Regions from separate parts of the Mus musculus genome. Here region 1 is linked to region 2. A link is a contact called in public Micro-C data. All regions are on one chromosome and are shown on one strand. The core of a region is the stretch at or near the end of the contact, and the rest is flanking DNA. Distances in the headings are between cores, read along the strand shown. Region 1 overlaps Cerk (ceramide kinase). Region 2 overlaps Gramd4 (GRAM domain containing 4).

Evidence for each region. Hi-C and Micro-C count contacts between places; a contact is called where the count stands out from the background.
Region 1: a Micro-C map of the HL-1 cell line shows a contact between it and region 2, with 2.4 times the contacts expected there. The contact joins two enhancer-like sites. A contact is called at or near these places in 2 of 484 Hi-C or Micro-C datasets (the HL-1 cell line and spermatogonial stem cells), 1 of 115 datasets of contacts at active chromatin or transcription factors (pancreatic cancer cells) and 3 of 9 other capture datasets (adipose tissue, liver and pancreatic islet).

What each region holds. Positions count from the first base shown.
Region 1 is chr15:86,168,647-86,172,057 of GRCm38.p6, reverse strand. The region is part of intron 1 of Cerk (ceramide kinase); the gene reads left to right. Among named protein-coding and RNA genes, the nearest start is that of Gm15569, 15 kb to the left of the region's middle. Within about 2 kb of position 2,102, at least 151 of the 459 cell types and tissues checked have an H3K27ac peak or open chromatin away from gene starts, as enhancers often do. A contact at or near this core is called in the HL-1 cell line, adipose tissue and pancreatic cancer cells, where this site is marked.
Region 2 is chr15:86,078,822-86,082,362 of GRCm38.p6, reverse strand. All of the region lies in intron 1 of Gramd4 (GRAM domain containing 4), which reads right to left. Among named protein-coding and RNA genes, the nearest start is that of Gm15722, 11 kb to the left of the region's middle. Within about 2 kb of position 2,277, at least 67 of the 459 cell types and tissues checked have an H3K27ac peak or open chromatin away from gene starts, as enhancers often do. A contact at or near this core is called in the HL-1 cell line, adipose tissue and pancreatic cancer cells, where this site is marked.

The DNA.
Region 1 (3,411 bases), core at 853-3,352, 90 kb before region 2:
TTGTTGTTTGTTTGTTTGTGGGGTTTCTCTGTGTAGTCCTGGCTGCCCGGGTACTAACTATGCAGACCAGGCTGGACTCGAACTCAGACCTGTCTGCCTCTGCTGCACCCCTCGCTGCACCCCCCCCCCCGTGCCCTGTCCCCAACCCCGAGTGCTGGGATCAAAGCTGGATTTAATTGGATTTAATGTCAGGAAATGAATGGTGAAGGGGCAGGGGCATTTAGGTTTAGCTCTGCTGGCTGGAAATGAGTTAAGTCCCCCCAGCCCATGTCACAGGCAGTGGCTCCATCACAGTGAAGAACCTGGCAGGAGAGAGACAGAAGAGCTCTGTGTTTGGGGCAGACACTTCTAACACCTCTGAGCTGAACTCCAAAAATGTGAAAACCGTTTAAAATACAGTCTTGTAAGATGTGCCAGGGCAGGTAAGATGAACCTGCCCTAATGTGTTAACTAAAAGAGCACCCTCCTAGGCAGACAGAGACCAGATCTCGTAGCCGTTTGCTATTCTTTGTAACTGGAGTAGTGTTTTTGAAAACAAAGGCTCTGAGCAGGCGTGCGTGGAAGTGCAGGTGCGAGTGTATGCCTGTGTGCATGCGAGCAATGCATGTGTGCGAAAGCACATGTGCACGTGTAGAGGTCAGAGGTTAACATCAAGCATCTTCCTCGGTCACTCTCCGACTTTATTTTCATTAAAAATTTTTTATATTTATTTTATCCTATGCTCCTGAGTGTTTTGACGGCATGTATGGATATGTACCATGTGTTCCTGGTGCCTGCACAGGCCAGGAAAGGGAGTCAGATCTCCTGGAACTGGAGTTACAGATAGCCATGAGCTGCCATGTGGTTGCTGGAAATTAGACCCAGAGCTCTTAATCACTGAGCCATCTCTCCAGCCCCTTCTCCCACACTTAACTTCCCCTCCCCAACCTCAATTTGCTTTTTGAGGCAGGCTCTCTTTTTCAGACCTGGGACTAGAATGTCTGGCCAATGAACCTCTGGGGTGTCCTGTCTCTACCCACCCACCCCCAAACCCCTGGATCACAAACAAGCCCCACACGAACTGTAACTGACTTTCCAAGTAGGTGCTGGGGATCGAACCTGAGCCCCTATGCTTGTTCAGCAAGCATTTTACCTACTAGTCATCTCCTCAGGCCCCGAGAAGACAGTCTTCCTCACTCGGCTTGTGATTTGTTTTGCAATCCATGCCATTGCTTTGCTGGGCTGACGAGAAGCTGGAATGATGGGGGTGGAGGTGGGGTGACTCATGAGGCAAGGGTGTCTGGAAGGGGTCCCTGGGAGGCACTACCAAAGTTCACTTGGCCTGTACCAGGAAGGTAGGAGGGGGCAGGGGTTACTCTAACCTCTGGATTCTGAAGGAAAAGGGTAGATTTCTCTGGGGGGGGGCAGAAACTCGCTCTGGCTTGAAGGAGAGAGTGACTTCTCAGTGCTCGTGCCACCGGCAAGAAGGTGGCACTTCGAGGTGGACCTCACTCCTCCAACTAGGCCCTCTGGACAAGTATGTAGAATGATTTGAAAAACCATCATCATTCTAGCTTCTCGTCAGCCCAGCAAAGCAATGGCATGGATTGCAAAACAAATCACAAGCCGAGTGAAGAAGACTGTCTTCTCGGGGCCTGAGGAGATGACTAGTTTGCTGGTAGTAAGGAGTCCAGGGTTGGACCCACGATTGGCTAGGTCCTTGTGCAACAGGCTGATGGGGACGCATCCAGAGTCCCAAATGGAGTGGGCAAGGACACCTATGAGTGCTTACCTCGTCCTACACAGTGTTGGGGGCACTGGAGGTTAGAGTGAACTGGCCTCTGTACCCACAACAGGTTGGGGCCCCACTTTGGTGTACTCAGGACAGCAACACCATAAACAGGGCCACCTCTCAGAATGGTGGGGGCACCAGGAGCAGCACTCTGTGTCCCCACATCAGGTGTGTGACTGGCACAGTGAATGGTACTGTGGTCCCTGTGAGGGGACAGGTAGAGACTGCACAATGCGGGTGTGGGCTTGGTCCTTTTGGGCTGTGGGCCACAGCATCTGTCATCTTTTGTGTCTTGGACACTCACTGCTCCTGCCCTAAGGCTGACCCGCAGTCTGACTGTGAGGTCCTGGAAAAGGAAGTTAATATCCTTTGTAGCGATCCAGGACATTTGACTCTGAGTCATAGCCAGCCATTATTTTATTAAAGGGAAGGGGACGTGCCTAATGACTGTCAGCCACTGCTTTTCTGTGATCAGGAACAGGATCTACAAGAGCCTAGGGTAACATCCACCACTCATGGCCGAGGCTGCCTGGCAAGCTGAGTGTAGAAGCATGAGAAAGTTGGCTGCTCTTGGCACATCCCAGCTGCAGCCTAGACAGCACAGGGCACAGCAAGACAGCATACCGTTCTTGGACCAGATGAGCTATGCCTAGCCCTGGCTTTCTTATTTCTTTCCCTTCAAAGCAGAAAGTTCCCTGAAGGGCAGCCTGTTGCCAGTGTCCTCATCACACAGGCTCGGGGCCTGCCTGGTCTGGGAAAAACTGCACTTCTCATCCCGGGTCTCTGTGAACCTTCTAACCTTGCTGGTAGTGTATGAGGACGTGTACCAGAGAAATATAGCATTCTATAGGAAAAGAAAGGGCCCAGAATTCCTGCCTGGCCAGCTGTTTGCCAGGGTCCCCCTCCTGTTCTCAGTTGCTGTGGTTGATGTCATCAAGTGTCCATGTGGCCATCCTGGTGTGTGGGCATCTCCCCGTACGGTCTAGACTGCATATCAGAGAACTTGTTTGAGGGGCATTCCACCCCAAGAGGTCCAGATGCCAGCTCCTTCAATACCTCTGAGTCACACAGTTCTCGCCACTGACCCCTGTGACTGACAGTCTCAGTTTCCTGGCACAAGGCATTGGATGTAGAGGTGGGGGTGTAGAAGATGTAGAGGTGCTGTGCAGGGATGGGGGGCCTGTTGGAAGCACAGCGCCACTGATGATAGCTCAGGTTTCTGATAGGTCATTTTTATCGAGCCGTTCTTCTTTGTCCACAGATCCTCATTCCTTCCCTTCCCTTAGCCCCGCCCAGTCCCTAGCAGGGAGATGCTACAATCTCCTACACCCTACATGACATTCCCATCATAGAGCCCCTCTCTCCTTGCATCCCTGACTCCTTGTCCCTCACTGCTTCTTGGCCTACCCTCTTCCTACTGTTGTTCTCTCCGGAACCACTAGCTCAATCACAAGATCTCCCCAGCCCCTCCCCCCCCCCACGCCAGGCCTGAGTCCCTCCTGACAGCTCATGTGACTTACCCTAGTTCAATGTTTTTCCGCCTCCCAATTCACCCATCCGGTTATGCTTGTGGGGATCTAAACAGTGCTGGTTTTAGAGCTTTTGTTCCCACCAAGGGACAATGCCAGTGTCACATGAGC
Region 2 (3,541 bases), core at 1,028-3,527:
GCAGGGCCAGGTGTGAACCACACAAACACAGGCCACACGGAGACAGAGGAATCCAGTAAGAACTCACACGCTGCCGCTCACCCTCGTATCCCACCTGAGAGGCAAGAGAACCTACAAGACCATCATCAGCTATAGGCATAGGGAGGAAAGCCAGCTGTGGAACAGTCACAGTGCCCGGCAGTGGCCAGGGCTGTCCCTTGTCCTCCCAGCCAAGCACACAGTACAGAAGATGTCATAAGGTCCACATCAGCCCCAAACAGGACAGTCACTTAAGAGTTCAATCAGAGGCAAGTCTACCTAGGATCGACCAGTGCCTTCTCACAGATCAGCTGACTCTTCTACTCATGGCGGCAAGCATGTCTGTCGGGCACCTTATAACCAAGGAGGCCCATAAGGACACCGGATCAAGTGCTACCGCGCAGAGACTCCAGGTCTCATTCCCAGACCCCTGCATAGGCTCTTCCATGTCCCCAGGGCACCACTAACAGGGAAACTGGACCCAGTGGCTTCACAGCATGGAACTCCCCGGGTATGTGATGAATCTGAAGCACTCCCTCCTACAGGGTGGAGGGAGGTCCCTGAAGCTACTCAAACTTACTCACAGAGGTCAAAAGTCAAAAGGCTTCACACGCGAGGCCCAGAAAAGCAACCCTTTCGGAGGAGTGGAGACTTTTCCAGCTGGCCGAGCTGTCTGTGCCGCGCAGGGAGCTCCCAGCGCGGTAGCTTTTGTTCTGAGTCATCACCATGGCTGAGGTGGGCTTTTCAGTGATGTAGATGGCTTTGAGCCTTCTGTAAGGACCCCCCCCCCCCAGTAGATTCACTGGTTCGCTACGCTACGCTAGACCTGTGTGCAATCATTTCTCTGGTTTACTATCCGGGCACTATCGGGGATGGATAGACGTTTGTCCGTGTCTCTTCATATACAACCAAACACAAAAGCTAGCACTGGGTGAGGGTGAGGGACAAGCCAGGTGGGAGTCCCTAATTAACCCTGACTCTGGCTTTAAACAGCTTCCCAGCTGAAGAGCCCATGAGCTACCAAACCAGGTTCCTTCCTTCCAGTCACTTCCAGTTTTCTTAGCTTGGCTCAGCTGATATCAGAGGCCATGCCTGAGACTCTCACGCTGATCGGGCAAGCCCTGAATATGTTCCGACCGGCATTGCCAGCACAGCACTGCTATCAAATATTTTATATCTAAACCAGTACTCACCAGGGAGATGGTTCCTGCCAGCCTGGCAGCCCTCAACCCCTGGGCACCCCTCACTTGTAGCCACTGCTTTAAAACTCAGTCTCAGCCAGGTGGGCGGTGGCTCACGCCTTTAATCCTAGCGCTCAGGAGGCAGAGGGATGTGAATCTCTGAGTTCGAGGCCAGCCTCTGCTACAGAGTGAGTTGCGGGACAGTCGGGGTTTACACAAAGAAACCCTGTCTCAAAACAATAATAACAAAAACTAAACTAAACCAAACCAAAAAACTCTCAAGTCCCATGGACAGGAGAAAAATTTTAAAGCAAGTTGCAAAGCCCTCTGGGTACAACTGAAGCCTACAACACAGGTAATCTGAAAGCCGCATGCTGCAATCAGAGCTGTCTTAAGGCACAGTCTTCAGGGTAGCCCACAGGCAAAGTGGTAGGAAGACAAGTGTTCCTGGGAGTGCTACAGTCTGAGAGGACTTCAAGGGAGGCTCCAGCCAGTCAGTAAAGATAAAGTGTGTGAGTGTGCCACTGCTTGGGGACATTAAAGATCCTACTAGGTGTTCTGGGTGCACCTACTATGTGCCAGGCATGCTGCTTTTTTTTTTTTTTTTTTTTTAATCATCCTTGTTTGAGACAAGATCTCATGCTGGAGCCAAGGCTGGCTTGTAATTCACTATGTACCCAGGTTAGCTCCAAACTAGCAGCCATTCTCCTGCAGCAGCCTCCAGAGTGCCAGGATTGTAGACATGAGTTTTAGGTACACTTGATTTTGGGGCTGAGGTCCAGACAAGTAGAGGGTGATATTGCTGGAGCTGTGAATGCTAGACTCAGGAGGGAGAAGAGTGTCCCTAGCCTGAGGGACAGACAGTGACAGCCCAGGACGACAACTCCACTGAGGTTAAAAAAAAAAGTCAGCTGGTGGATATGCAGGGAAGGCAGTGTGGCCAGTGTCCTCTCAACAGAAAAAAACAGAGAGGAAATGGCAGGGAAATCTTATTAAGAATCATCTCATTTCAAGCACAGTATGGGGTGCCAAGTGACCTGTGACTCAGAGAGGTGACAAGGCGGTGGTCAAGACTCAGGAAATGAGCACAGGTCGTGGAGATGGAAACCAGCAGGCAGCTCTGGGTTCATCTGGGAGGCTCTGCCCAATTGCATGGGGCAGCAGAGGTAGCAGGAACTGGCCACAGGTAATTAGCCCCTCCAGCCTTCAACGATGCCAGCCATGCTCCCCTGAGGATAAGCGACCTGCTTGGCACTTCCCAGGCCACACCTCAGTGAAGCCCATGGACAGCAGCTGGGTTCCAGGCTCCTCATCTCTGTCTCTAGGCGTGACACACACTAAGAAAAAAACCCTGGAACTTTCTACGCTGACTACAGAGGCCTTCCTTTCTTAAGAGATGAAGAAACAGGAATCAGGGAGGAAAGATACGGCCATCACATGGTAGAAGATGGAATCTGGTCTTGCTGCTCTAGTCCTCTTCTGGGGCCCCTGCCAGGATGTGAGCCCGGGAATGAGGCAGGGTGAGTGGAGGAACTGAGGGGCCTGTTTCCAGGCAGTTGTGCTGCTGGTGGTGGTGGCAGTGTGTGTGCATTCGTGTGTGTGTGTGTGTGTGTGTGTGTGTGTGCATGTGCATGTGCACAGACACAACCACAGGGGATCATGGAGAACAGCAGGAAGACAGTCCCTCTAAGATTGAAAAGACCCAGTGACCCAGCGAGCTGACCTCTGAATCCACGTACAAGAGAATGGAATCAGCAGTCGGGGCTGAGGTGTCCACAAACCTCTGCTCAAAGCACCTACGGAAGCACACCTGGCCATCCTTGGGCTGTCCCGTCACAGCGGACCCTGTGGAGAGCTACAGCGATGCAGGTGCCCCTCTTCTCCGTCCTCCTTCTCGTAATTTTTCTAAGTGAGCATGTGCTGTGGGTGCTGGCTGACGTGGAGTGGGGTTGTCATGGACATTATTCAGTAAGTTAATAAATATCTTTAAAGTCTTTTTGCTTTAACTTCTGGTACGAGAGGCAGCCATCGACACAACCCACATAAACACAGCCTGGAATGTCTTCAGCCCCCGAAGGCTGTGAGGGAACCAAGATGGAGGTGGGGACGAAGCAGGAAGGAGTGGGAGGCGGTAGTGGGAGGCGGTAGGGGCGGAAGGCAGACTCGGAGGCCTCCCGGATAGACACCAGGCAACCAGTGGACAGCCTGCCCGTGACCTCTGACCTGCCACTAGGTCTTGGAGGACCGAAGCAGGTCCTACAGGGAGCTATATCTAGGCATAATCTGGAAGAGGAGCCGGGTCAAGAGAGTCTCACTTTAAAGAGAAGGTCAGAGGAGACCCA